Regions from separate parts of the Pan troglodytes genome. Here region 1 is linked to region 2. Evidence: chromatin contacts called from public capture Hi-C data. All regions are on one chromosome and are shown on one strand. The core of a region is the stretch at or near the end of the contact, and the rest is flanking DNA. Distances in the headings are between cores, read along the strand shown. Region 1 overlaps MIPEP (mitochondrial intermediate peptidase). Region 2 overlaps LOC129136803.

Evidence for each region. Capture Hi-C pulls out chosen DNA fragments and counts their contacts.
Region 1: a contact with region 2 is called in a capture Hi-C map of stem cell-derived neural stem cells, with 8 times the contacts expected there. The contact joins two enhancer-like sites. A contact is called at or near these places in 4 of 7 Hi-C or Micro-C datasets (blood, induced pluripotent stem cells and stem cell-derived neural progenitor cells), 1 of 1 datasets of contacts at active chromatin or transcription factors (stem cell-derived excitatory neurons) and 1 of 1 other capture datasets (stem cell-derived neural stem cells).

What each region holds. Positions count from the first base shown.
Region 1 is chr14:23,062,945-23,069,567 of NHGRI_mPanTro3-v2.0_pri, forward strand. It overlaps MIPEP (mitochondrial intermediate peptidase), which reads right to left. Exons shown (of 19, transcript XM_024348473.3): 5 at 6,108-6,171; 6 at 1,268-1,450; 7 at 550-706. Among named protein-coding and RNA genes, the nearest start is that of MIPEP, 18 kb to the right of the region's middle. Within about 2 kb of position 2,292, at least 1 of the 24 cell types and tissues checked has an H3K27ac peak or open chromatin away from gene starts, as enhancers often do. A contact at or near this core is called in stem cell-derived neural stem cells, where this site is marked.
Region 2 is chr14:22,656,950-22,663,059 of NHGRI_mPanTro3-v2.0_pri, forward strand. It overlaps LOC129136803, which reads left to right. Exons shown (of 4, transcript XM_063792168.1): 3 at 2,206-2,382. Among named protein-coding and RNA genes, the nearest start is that of SACS, 37 kb to the left of the region's middle. Within about 2 kb of position 1,807, at least 2 of the 24 cell types and tissues checked have an H3K27ac peak or open chromatin away from gene starts, as enhancers often do. A contact at or near this core is called in stem cell-derived neural stem cells, where this site is marked.

The DNA of each region.
Region 1 (6,623 bases), core at 1,042-3,541, 410 kb after region 2:
GTGTAACATTCTCTCTTAGACATTATGAATCATAAGGAACTCAACATAGCACAAGGCAAGTTTATGACAAACCCAACGACACACTTCCGTAACACCTCACCTAGCACAAACCTTCCTAAGCAGTACTCTTCTCTCTGAAAAGGAAGCTTATCTGACTGTGTGTTTTTTATATGACCTAACCTACATTTAACCTTGACCTCAGTAAACATACTGATCTTTCATTCTCTTACCCTAATTCTAACCAATTTGTCAAATTCAGCACAGAAACTGGGTTAAAATGAAAACAATTTAGACTAACATCAAAATGAAAATTTAGGTTATGATTTTACTCTCAACATTCACATCAAATAAAATTCTTTGGTTGGACAGAATTATGCCAAATTATTAGCTCTATTTAAAAATGGTTCCTATAAAAATACATAGAAAAACTCAATAAATGGTTCTCTACATGTGTTAAAAATAGAACACTAATTTACAGCTATTTAAAATCAAAAGCTCAGTTTCATAAAAATCCTATTTTGCCCTTAAATGTTGGATAAACAGGCTTACCTGGATTTTTAGCTATCGTTCCTTGGAGAGCCCTGTGAGAAAACGTGGAATACCCCACCAACTTTGCCAGAAGATCTCTGCTGCTGAGCAATTCTTCTAAACATTTCAATTGACCAGCATTGGGATAAAGAAAAATTTTATAAGCAGCTTCTCGCACCTACGTTTAAAAAGTAAATGGTGAAGGCTATAAATATCATCACACAGTCCTATGCAACAATAACACAGGCTCATGCTCACCACTTGATCTGCAGATGATCACTGCTTTCAAAATAAAGCAATGGTCTACACGAGGCCATAAAGCTTCCAGAGTCATAAAATAGCATGGGATGCAACAGCATACTTGACTGCAGCTCTAGGGTACTGTTCTGAGGTACGGTGGGGCAAACCTCTACCCAGGGCGTGGATCTCTATGCTATAAAGCATCTTAACCAGAAGTAAGGCTGCATGAATTTAAAAGTCTCTGTAGTCTAGAATGTCAGTTCATGGTGTTATTAATCATACTTTAAAAATAAGGAGTCTTGTATGAAATATAAGTAATTAAATCATTTTCATTCTTTAAAGTGTTTATGGCATTAATAATTCCACAAGTTAAATTTTTAGGGCTTAGTAATGCTAAAAAGTTTTTAAGGATACTATTATATTATCACTGAATTTTGGGTTAAAACAGTAGCAACACACAAATGGGACCTAAACAACAAAGAGAATGAAACATACATACCAAGTCATCCGGTGATTCTGCGTGGAGACCATCAATTATGATATGATCCCCAGCAGATGTAAAGTTACGACGAATGTGTTCTGGTAAGAGATGCTTCTCAATCTTGTTGGGAAAATTGGTTCCCATAAGAAATGTACTACTCAAATCCAAGATTTTAACATTGAGGTCCACTGCTCTTTTACGCTGTATGCAGGAGGAGTAAAAGTTATTTAAAGGCGTTTTGAATTAATATTTCACAATTTAATAAACAAAATATAAATATGTCAAATCAACATATATAGTTGAATTATCATTTAATAAAATATTAAATAGTTTAGCAAAATGAATATAGTTACTATATTATAAATAATATATTAATTTTACTTTTAACAGATATTTAATATTCTAACAAAAAGATCATACTTATGGTTTTCTGATGTTTCTATGTTTTAAGATTTACATAACTTCTAGTTCTATTTTATGTCTAGGTTATATAACTAATTGTTGAAATTAACAACATTGAAAAACACATGCCAGGTGCAGTGACTCACGCCTGTAATCCCAGCACTTTGGGAGGCCAAGGAGGGCAGATCACTTGAGGTCAGGGGTTGGAGACCAGTCTGGCCAACATGGTGAAATCCCATCTCTACCAAAAATACAAAAATTAGCTGGGCTTGGTGGCGCGTGCCTATAATCTCAGCTACTCGAGAGGCTGAGGCACGAGAATCGCTCAAACCCAGGAGGCGGAGGTTGCAATGAGCCGAGATCGCACCACTGTACTCCAGCCTGTGAGACAGAGGGAGACTCTGCCTCAAAAAAAAAACAAAAAAACAGTTATTTGCAAAAGTGTAGTGAGCCTCCAGAAGGGGGAAGCACATTTTAAAAGTTCTGATTTTGGGTGTGGTAGCACACGCCTGCAGTCCCAGCCCTATGTGGGGCTGAGGCAGCAGGATCACTTGGGCCCAGGAGGTAAGGCTTCAGTGAGCTACGATCACACCACTGCAACCTGGGCAACAAAGCGAGACCCTGTCTCAGGGGGGAAAAAAGTTCTGATTTTGCATGTGCTTGAGCTGCTACAGAATGATACAGTGAAGTCTAAGAAGCAGACTGGAACCCCAGGGCATGGTCCTTTCTTCTACTCTGTGTCCCTGCCATGTGGCACATGGTCCTTGCTCCTGTCAGGCCTTCAAATGGTCAGTGATGAGGACGTGGATGGTGCGGACACATCTGCTTAGGTTTAATCTTGCAGTCATATCTTTGTAATACACAATAACCTGAGAAAACGTGTATTAGCAAAGGGGTTGCCATAAATGCTTTAAGATTAAATATAAACTAGAAACCACATAATTAGTCAGGCTGACTGGAGGAGAAGGGCTGAATTTTCAGTTATTGGCTACTCAAAAACTAGACAGGCTCTGCATATGAATTTTCAGTTATTGGTTACTCAAAAACTAGACAGGCTCTGCATATGAATTTTCAGTTACTGGTTACCAAAAAACTAGACAGGCCCCGCACTGGGCTCATGTTGGGCTTCAGGTGAAAGTGTACACAAATCTTTCTGGGAGAGGAGATAGCAATTAACAGGTTCTAAACTGTTCTATGCTCCTAAAAAATGATTAAGCCACAATACTAATATACTTTTTAAAGATAAACATAGATGATGTAGAGGCATGCTTGATAAGATGCTGAAAAAATTGAGTATATATCAATATCCCCAGAATTTCAATATAGAAAATTCAAATTTCATGGAAAAAAGTTTTAGGAGACTCCCATTTCCTTACAGTCCAGATTTCTCTTTGCTTATTTTGTTTCTGATATGGCCATTTATCACCACCTAATGGTAACAAGTGGAATAACAAAAAAGATGAACAAGATTTTGAAATCACATTACAGTTCCAAAATTGTCTTCAAAACTTTTACTTTGAAAAAAAAAAATGTGATAAAATTAACTACTTTGAAGATTTTATCTACTGATAAAATCTCTGGAAAAATCAAAACTGAGTTCATGCCAACTTCAATGATCTGCCAGGCATATCACTTCATCATTCTGTGGTAACAATGAAATGTACAATAATCTGAACTCTTCAAAAATTCTATGAAATTTCTGTGTTATTAAATAATGTTAAAAATAAACGTTTCTATTACATTTAAACTTATAAGTTATATTTGTATGAGACCTTAAAAATTAAGGCCGGGTGCAGTGGCTCACGCCTATAATCCCAGCACTTTGGGAGGCTGAGGCAGGTGGATCACCTGAGGTCGGGAGTTCGAGAGCAGCCTGACCAACGTGGAGAAACCCCGTCTCTACCAAAAATACAAAATTAGCTGGGCGTGGTGGCACATGCCTGTAATCCCAGCTACTCAGGAGGCTGAGGCAGAAGAATCGCTTGAACCCGGGAGGCAGAGGTTGCGGTAGCCAAGATTGCCCAATTGCACTCCAGCCTGGGAAACAAGAGTGAAACTGCCTCAAAAAATAAATAAATAAATAAATAAATAAGAAACCAACTGGAAAGAACATAGGCTTTGATGATTTATAGATTTTGTTGGTGGGTTTATTTCATGGTCTCTCTTTTGAAAAATGGAACATGTCTACTTTATATCCTGTCCTAGCGGAGCACCTCTGAGAACAAACATGGAAGTTACAAGGCAAAAACTGAGCAGGTTTACTTTAGTTGCATATTCAATATTGAGGGGTTCCCTGGGAGCTGCTCCCTGGGAAAGAGGAGCTACACTGTAATAATATGTTAGATAAAAGCGGCAATGTCTATGCTGGTGAAACTGAACATATATTATTTGTCAGCAAAATTTCAAAAGCATCCTTCATGAGGATACATAAAAACTAAAACTATTCACATGGATTCTCTACTAGCAACCTTCCTTCTGAAGATATCAAATTTGATAATAGCTAGCATTATTATGATTTGTCATACGTTCACTCAATACTTTTATTGAGTCCAAAACTAATATGCATTAAAAAACATGATCCATGTTCTTGATCCTTTGTAAGCCCAGAATTTAGATAAGCAACACAACAATAACAGCATCATCATCAACAAAAGGTAAAGAAGAATGCCACATGACTGAAATAAGTAAAATACGTTCAGATGAATACAAAATTCCACCTGGGGGACTGATAAAAGCTTCGCAATGTGGTGTGAGGATGAAGCCTTCATGGGGACTTCAGCCAGGGAATTCTGGCGAGCAGGCCTAGGAGGAGGACAGCACACAACACATGGGGGAGGGCACTGTGTATGAGGGGCTGACAGCCGGAGCACAGCCACGAGTGTGAGCTCTTTGTTACATGTTAACTTCACTAGACAATGGGAAGTCCACAGGAGGATTCTGGGCAGGAGAGTAACAAATCAATACTTTATGAAAACTAATCCAGTGTTCACAGATGGGGAAAACTGACCAGCAGGATGGTGGCATGCTGGCCATGCAGGCTCTGGAGTCTGTCTGGCTTATAAAATAACGTCCCACAACTTCTACAGCCTTAGTCTAAAAAAGGCCAGGAATAATAGTAGCACCAAGCTCAAAGTTGTTGTGAGGATTTGATGAGAAACATACGATTTAAAATAGCAAATACTCAGTTGATGTTAAATCACTGTTAGGAAGACAGAGGCTTTTAGAACAGCCCAGGTGTTTGGTGATAAGAATCAAGGTGATTTGCTTTTGGGATGCAGACAGATGCAGGACTGTAGGAACAATGCAAGGACTTGGTTAGAAGATATGACAATATTAGGAAGGGAAAGAATACAACTAACTCCCAAATTTTATTTTACAGGGAAGTATTAATGAAGAATTGATTTGGAAAGCGGCAAATGTGGTCACTTTAGGCAATGTGAGTTTACAGTAGAGCCCATAAGCCTCATGGGCTGCTGGGAAGGCACGTCCTGGCTCAGGGTCAGACCAGGAATCACATGCTGAGCCTTTAACGCCACACAAACTCATCAGATGTGTGAGGGGTTACAGCATTACTCAAACTCAGCACCTATCAAAATGGTAACATCTATTGTATGTGATACATATTTCCAAGGCCCTGCCTTCTACTTTTCCAGATATTTTGATAACTTAATCTCTTCATAGGTAAGTGGTTTAATTCTACCATATTTACTAGGAAAAATGTATTACTGTTTAAAACAAATAAACAAAAAGCCATAATAGTCTAGACTACAGGTGAGTGGGGGAGACTATGGGGCAGGCTGAACTTCCAATGGTGTCAAGTCCCTCCTGTTTTTCCAACTCTGAATTTACAACTGAAATGAGGAACTTGGTTTCTCAGGATGTTATGTGCTAGAAAGAACAGTGGCCAGTGTTAGAAATTTTAAGAACACTGTCCATTTGTTAGTTAGGATGGCAACTTGAACAAATCACTTTGTCTTGTTTCCACATCTGTAAAATGAAGGGGATGGACTAGGTAGAATGCCTCCATCCCAGTGTAAACACTGTGTAATCTATGCTTGTTCCATCAGTCAAACACACATATAATATAAATAAATACACTTATGTAAGGTCTTATGTGATATTCCCTGTACTACCAATCTTCAATGACATCAGCTTTCCCATTCACTTGCCAGTCTCTCCTGATATTGCCTATCTCATCCTAATTCCATGATTTTCTAAAACACTCCACTTGGCTCAAGTCTGTCTTAATTCTGAATTATCATGGTGTGATAGGTCAACTTCCAGAGAGGGGACTACATTCAAATACAATCTATAGAAGAATTTCATAACAGATAAAAGACCTGCACGTTTTTGCAATATGCAAATTCAAGCAATATATACAAGGACTGTAGCAATAATGGTATCAACTAAATGTCAGTAAAACTGGAAGAGTCAAAAAAACAGCAGAAAGATGTACCTTTTCTTTGTCTAGATGGATTCCACTAATTTCAAAATCAAACATAAACAGTTCAGCCACTCGCCTATAAAGGAAATGAGCCCCAGGTTATAACAGGTAATAAAAATTGCTAACAAAAAAATTGTGGTTTTTTTTGTTAAATAAATCAGTCTTTTTCAGCCTCACTGCCAAAAGTTTCTTCAAAACACACACACACACACACACACACACACACACACACACTTTGTTTTAAACAAGGAGCTTAATATCCTCAGATATTAAGGCAAACATCAGGCAAAACATCTATCTGACTGACAATTATGACTGGCTCGTCATGTAAGAGCTTATTCCTTTATTCAGAGAGTACAAACCTGTGAAAGCCACAGGTTTATACTAAATAATAATAATTATTTTATTTAGTACACAGGTTTGTAATAAATAATAATAATTTAGTACCACAGGTTTGTAATAAATAATTTAGTACCACAGGTTTGTAATAAATAATAACATTTATTTATTTCAACTCAATCCAAATCC
Region 2 (6,110 bases), core at 557-3,056:
CTCATCTGTTTAAAGAAACAATCTGTTTCTTCTAAAAGTATATACTCTAAAACACAAACCACTTAGCTGGGAAATAAAAGATGTTTATGCTTTATCATTTATATAAGCCTGGCCTTTCTCCAAAATGATTTTGATATAGCTTACAACAAAAAAAGTGTTAGGCTTAATAAAAGAAGAATGGAAATGGAAACTAAGGATCAACAGAAAAGAGTATCACAAATATGGTAATACTAGCATATGGTAATATTATTTCTGTATTTGAGTGTAAAACGTGGCTGTGAGCTTCCTGGAGGCCAAGGCAAAAATAGAGACAAGAGCAACGTGCATAATATCATTAGCAGACAGAAAGATCATGTGACTTTTTAATTTTTTTCCCAGAAACTGAATCTAAAAAGAATCGCTCTATATAATGACTCATATATATGGTTTTAAGTGAAAAAATGATGAACACTGTCCTCCATGAGAGTTTTTGCACAAATTGAAGGAGGTAAGAACTGATATTGAAGCACAACTCAGTGAAGTTAATCCTGTCAGGCTAGGCTCATACAAGAAAACTTCTGACAGAATCCTAGAATTCCGGCAAATGCAGGCATGGAATGAGAGATTCCTATTCCATCTGCCTCGTTGTGCCTGGGGCCAGGCCTGAGTGTTGAAGACAGCTTTTTCCAATATAAGATCAAATGAGATTGTTCATAACAGGAGTCTGCAGGAATATGGTACCTCTGATTTGAAATGATGGATGATTTTCATCAGCCGTGTATCTGCTTCCTTGGCAGCACCCCAAGCGCAGACCCCAGGCTGTTTCAGTGTGTCATCTGGCAGGCCCAAACAGAGGATGTCTCAATTGTACATGTGTAACACAGCTTTAATTCATAATTTCATTTCTGGATGGAATTTTGAGCAGATGGGCATTGCTGTCCTTTTTAATGGTAAAAAATCAATGAAAGACACCGTGGTTTTGAAATTAATGAGCACTTGAAAAATACCAGCTTTGTTTGGCTTTGCGTTTTCTTTTTTCCTCTCCTCCTAAGTTGTTTGCAGCAAAATATTCAATTGAAAACTCAACATGTCCACTGCCTCCCAAAAAAAAAAAAATTATGTGGAAAGTCTCCACTAACAGGAAGAGAGAAGTTCTTCACAGTTTGGTTTTATTTTTCAATGATAGTCATTACCTCATTTTTAAAGCATTTATAATAAATTAAGCAAGTAACACTTGTGTACCAGTTTCTAATCAGTTTCTAATGTGCCTGGAACTTGCTGGGCTACAAAGAAAAGGATCAACTATTTTTTTTTCTGCACCCAAAGATATTGCAATCTTATCGGAGAAGGGAAACTGAGGCATGTGTTACAGTTAGAGGACTAGGAAGCACTAATCTGTGTCAAACTCCAAAGTGCAAATTCAAAGGAAAGACCATTGTTGGAGGGAGTGATCCGGAAGAATTCCTAGCCCTTACCTGTCTCAGTCATGCTTCTTGCCAAAGAAAAAGAGAAATCTCCAAGTATCTTAATGCTTTCAGCGCTTCTCCAATCTGACAGATATTTACTCAGATTCGAACTGACTGCCCAAGCTTCACTGCAGCTCCTCGTTTCCTGTTAGATCTTTTTAAAAATCTTTGCTTAAAACATTGAAGGCTGAACGATGAGCAAGAAAATCTTGCCTGTGAATAAGACACTGGGAACTGCACAGAATCAACATCAGCTCACAAGCTCATCATCTCACGCACGGATTCCTGAGCACATTCTCGCATTCTTGCTCTTAATCCTCCCTTGGCGACCTTCTACTCAGACATCATCTTTTATGCAGAGAAGCAGGCACGTTTCTCATCATTAATTCTGTTCTCAGCCAGGTGTGTAGCCACAGAGCATACAGACCACAGGATGATGTGAGCACCCCAGGATGTAAATTTGTGCGGAGTAATTACAGCTCAGGCTTCTTACACAGCTTTGGCCACATCAGGACATGAAGCTGTCTTGCAAATTGCGGGTGTGTCTAAGCTCTTAAGCACATGTGAACTTTAACGCACGTGCATTCCCTACTCACATACACAATACAAGCATGCCACACACTCACAATCCAATTGGCTAACTATGGTTATTAACAGGAAAGAACAATTAATGGTCCTTGTGGTTATAGTTTTGTTTGAATTTTCGCCTCATCAAAAATGTAACAACCAACTAAAGCAGGCTTTCCTCCTTTTTTCCTAGTGAAAGCATATTGACTTTCCTGACTTCTTATGACCACATTTGAGGAAAGGAGTAAGCACTGGAATCACCAACACAGCATGCTTACGGAGGGTGGTCGCCAGCTTCATCAGCCTCCCAATTCCACGGAGCCCCTTGAAAATCCAGGAGCGCAGACTGGCCACAGTAGAGATTTAATAGGTAAGACCTTGGATTCAATGGACAGATCTCCTACAGTTCCTGATATCAGCCCCTATCAGAAATTATATTTTACTTTGTGTATTTCACATATTTCAAATAGAAGGGGTCAAGACTAATAGTGACCAGTCTTCATCCATTTGATAAACCTTTATTAAACACAACTGCAGCTTTGTTCTAGGCAGCATGAATGGAATGATTTACAAACTGTTGCTGCTCTTTGGGCAGTCACTGTTTTATAGGGGAACTCGAGAAGCAGTCAGGAAGGAAGGTCTCGGAGGAGATGGCCCTGAAACTGAATCAGACTTTAAAAGATAAGTTGGTCAACAGGATTGGAGGGAGGGAGGGAAAAGAAGGTTTTGAAAGATAGATCTTTCAGAAAAAGCAAATAACTTGGGCACAGACATGGGCACAAAAAGGAAAAGAAAAGCCAGGGCATTCAGAGCATTGCAGAACATTTTGCATGACTGAGTATAGGAAGCAAGAGAGGTCTTTTGAGAAATACGACTGGAGAGGTGATGAGGGGCCAGATCTTGCGTTACACAAAGAACCTCTTATGCCACACAAAGGAATTTGGATTTTTTTTTTTCCTTTTAGGCATAAGGAAGCCATTGAAGGGTTTTAAACAGGAACAATGTAATCAGATTTACTCTTTGGAAATAAGATCTCCTGGTTAGTTAATGAACTCATATTTCTTTTTTTCTATGTTAACCATTGTTTTATTGTTTGGTCTTTAGACTCTATTATTGATTGAAATGCCAAAGTGATGGGAGTCAAGCGGCTTTGCCACTTAACCTTCCAAAGTTTGTTTCATTTGCTTTTAAAATAGTTATTATATTACGTGCTTTGCCTTATTAGTTTTGTGTACAATTAAAGCAAGATAAAGGCAGAGAAACTAGCTTGTAGTGCTATTGCTATGGACACCATTAGTTGATGTCAGAACAATTACAGATGAATCAATATTTACTATTGGACCAATTACAGACAAAACCAGAAAAGATTAGATCTAGCACAAACTTTATAAACTATTGAGCCTTTCATTTTATTTTGCATTTAAAAATCCTTACATCAGAGATTCTGAATTCTTTTATCAGGGGTGTGGCCTGTGCATTGAGAGTTTTTAAAGCTCTCCAGGTGATTTTAATATGCAATTAGATTTGAGAACCATGATTTTAGTCTTAAGGGGCTTTAGAAGTAAATGTCTTTAAATTCTGTGATAATACATCATTCATAGGCTATTCAGGCTGTACTAAAACATACAGAAAAAACAAAGACAATTATTGAGTTCATTTTATGAAGCAAGAACAATCTTAATGACAAAAGATAAAAACCTTTAAAAAGATGCGAAGCTATGATCTTTTTATGAATATAGATGTAAAATCACAAAATATTATAAAAATATTTTAACCACATATTAAAAGAGTAGGCTAAATAGAATTTACTTTAGGAATTGAAGAATGGTTTAATATTGGGAAATTTATTATTGTAATGCCTGGGCAACAGAGTGAGACTCCGTCTCCAAAAAATAAAGAAAAGAGAAAATGCGAAGTTTAGTCTCAAGCTGAGACTAAATATTTGCAAATCGTGTCTGAAAAAGGACTTGCATCAGAATAGAGAACTCTTATCACTCCATTAAAAAAAGACAATTCAAAATGTTGAGCAAAAGATATGAACAGATAATTCACCAAATAATATATTATGATAGCAGATAAGCATATGAAAAGTTGCTCAACATTATCAGTGCTTAAAGAAATGCGAACTAAAACCATACTGAGATACTATGACACACACACTAGAATGTCTCTAATCAGAAAAACTGAAAATATCGAATTCTGGTAAAGATTTAGAGGAACTGGAATCCTTATACATTGCTGGTGGGAATGTAGAAAAGATACAGTCACTTTGGAAAACAGTTTGTCAGTTACTCAGTACGTTAAATACATCCACTTCTAAATATCTACACAGAGAAATGAAAATGTATGCTTAGACAAAAAACATTCAGCATTATTATTTTCCATAACCAAAACCTGGCTATTCTAGTTCAGGATGACATACTGAACATATGTGTTTACCTCGTGTCCCTCCTGAGACCCCAATGAAATGACAACGTAGAAATACAAAGAGGAATAAACTCATGCAACAAAAAAAGCATGGAAGGGTATCAGTAGACAAGAAATTTCAACACATTTCCAGAGGACAAAAAGCTGATGTACAAGCTTGGCGCAGCGGCTCACGCCTATAATCCCAGCACTTTGGGAGGCCAAGGTGGGTTGATCGCCTGAGGTTAGGAGTTCGAGACCAGCCTGACCAATGTGGTAAAACCCCATCTCTACTAAAAATACAAAAATTAGCCGGGCGTGATGGGGTGTGCCTGTAGTCCCAGCTACTCGGGGGGCCGAGGCAGGAGAATTGCTTGAACCCAGGAGGCGGAGGTTGCAGTGAGCCGAGATCGCGCCACTGTACTCCGGCCTGGATGACAGAGCAATACGCTGTCTCAAAAATAAAATAAAATAAAATAAAATAAGAAAGCGAATGTACAGGCAAGCGAAGGATGCTGAAGCCCAGAATATAATCGTTGTTGGAGGCTCTGTAAGAAGGAGCCAGCCTCCTCTATTGGAGACCTGAAAGAGAAGGAGCAAAACAAAGGGAATGATGGAATATGTACACCACTATGTCACAGCCCTGCCAGGCACCCGTCCCCTTCCCACCCTTCCAGAGCATCTGGAAGGTCAACATTGTCACTGTTACGAAAGATAAAGAATGAAGGAATTTCACACATTTACCTAGGAAGATGTAAATCTTCTGTTGTAGATAATTTATTACAGAGTACTCTGTCCACATCCAGGTGCCCCACACAAGTGCTTCTCAAAGCATCTGTGGTGAAGGACCAGCTTTTGTGTTAAAATTTCAAATCAATTGCAGAAGGTTACTTTTTAAAATATAGTAGAAATAAATTACTAGAAAAATAAAATTTAAAAAGCAAAGACACACAAAATACAAGCCCAAATGTTTTATTACCAGACTCAAGAGACAAAAGATTATATTTCTTTTTTTTTTTTTTTTTTTTTTTTGAGATGGAGTCTCGTTCTGTCACCCAAGCTGGAGTGCAGTGGCACGATCTCAGCTCACTGCAGGCTCTGCCTCCCAGATTCATGCCATTCTCCTGCCTCAGCCTCCTGAATAGCTGGGACTACAGGTGCCCTCCACCAAGCCCGGCTAATTTTTTGTATTTTTAGTAGAGACAGGGTTTCACCGTGTTAGCCAGGATGGTCTCAATCTCCTGACCTCGTGATCTGCCCGCCTCAGCCTCCCAAAGTGCTGGGATTACAGGCATGAGCCACCGTGCCCGGCCCCTAGACAAAATATTATATTTCAATCAATGTTATCAGAACAAATTTAAAATAGAAAAAAAGACAAGAATTACAAAAATGGTACATACTTATTGAAAGTGTGTGTATAGGCAATTAAAGTAGACAATCATTGCTACATTAAAATATTTGTGTCATTCTACCATTGAAACTAAACAAAAGGTTATGAAGGGAATTGTAATTTCCCATATAGAAAACCTATAAGTTTTGAATAAACAGCATGTATAAAAATATCAAAAGCTTTTATTGTAAAAAATGAGCCTGATTCTTGTTTTTTAATTAATTTATGTTGGATTGTTGACAATGCTATTCACAGAAGCTAATGCATGTCTAAACTGTTTCTATGCATTTTTTCCCTTGTTT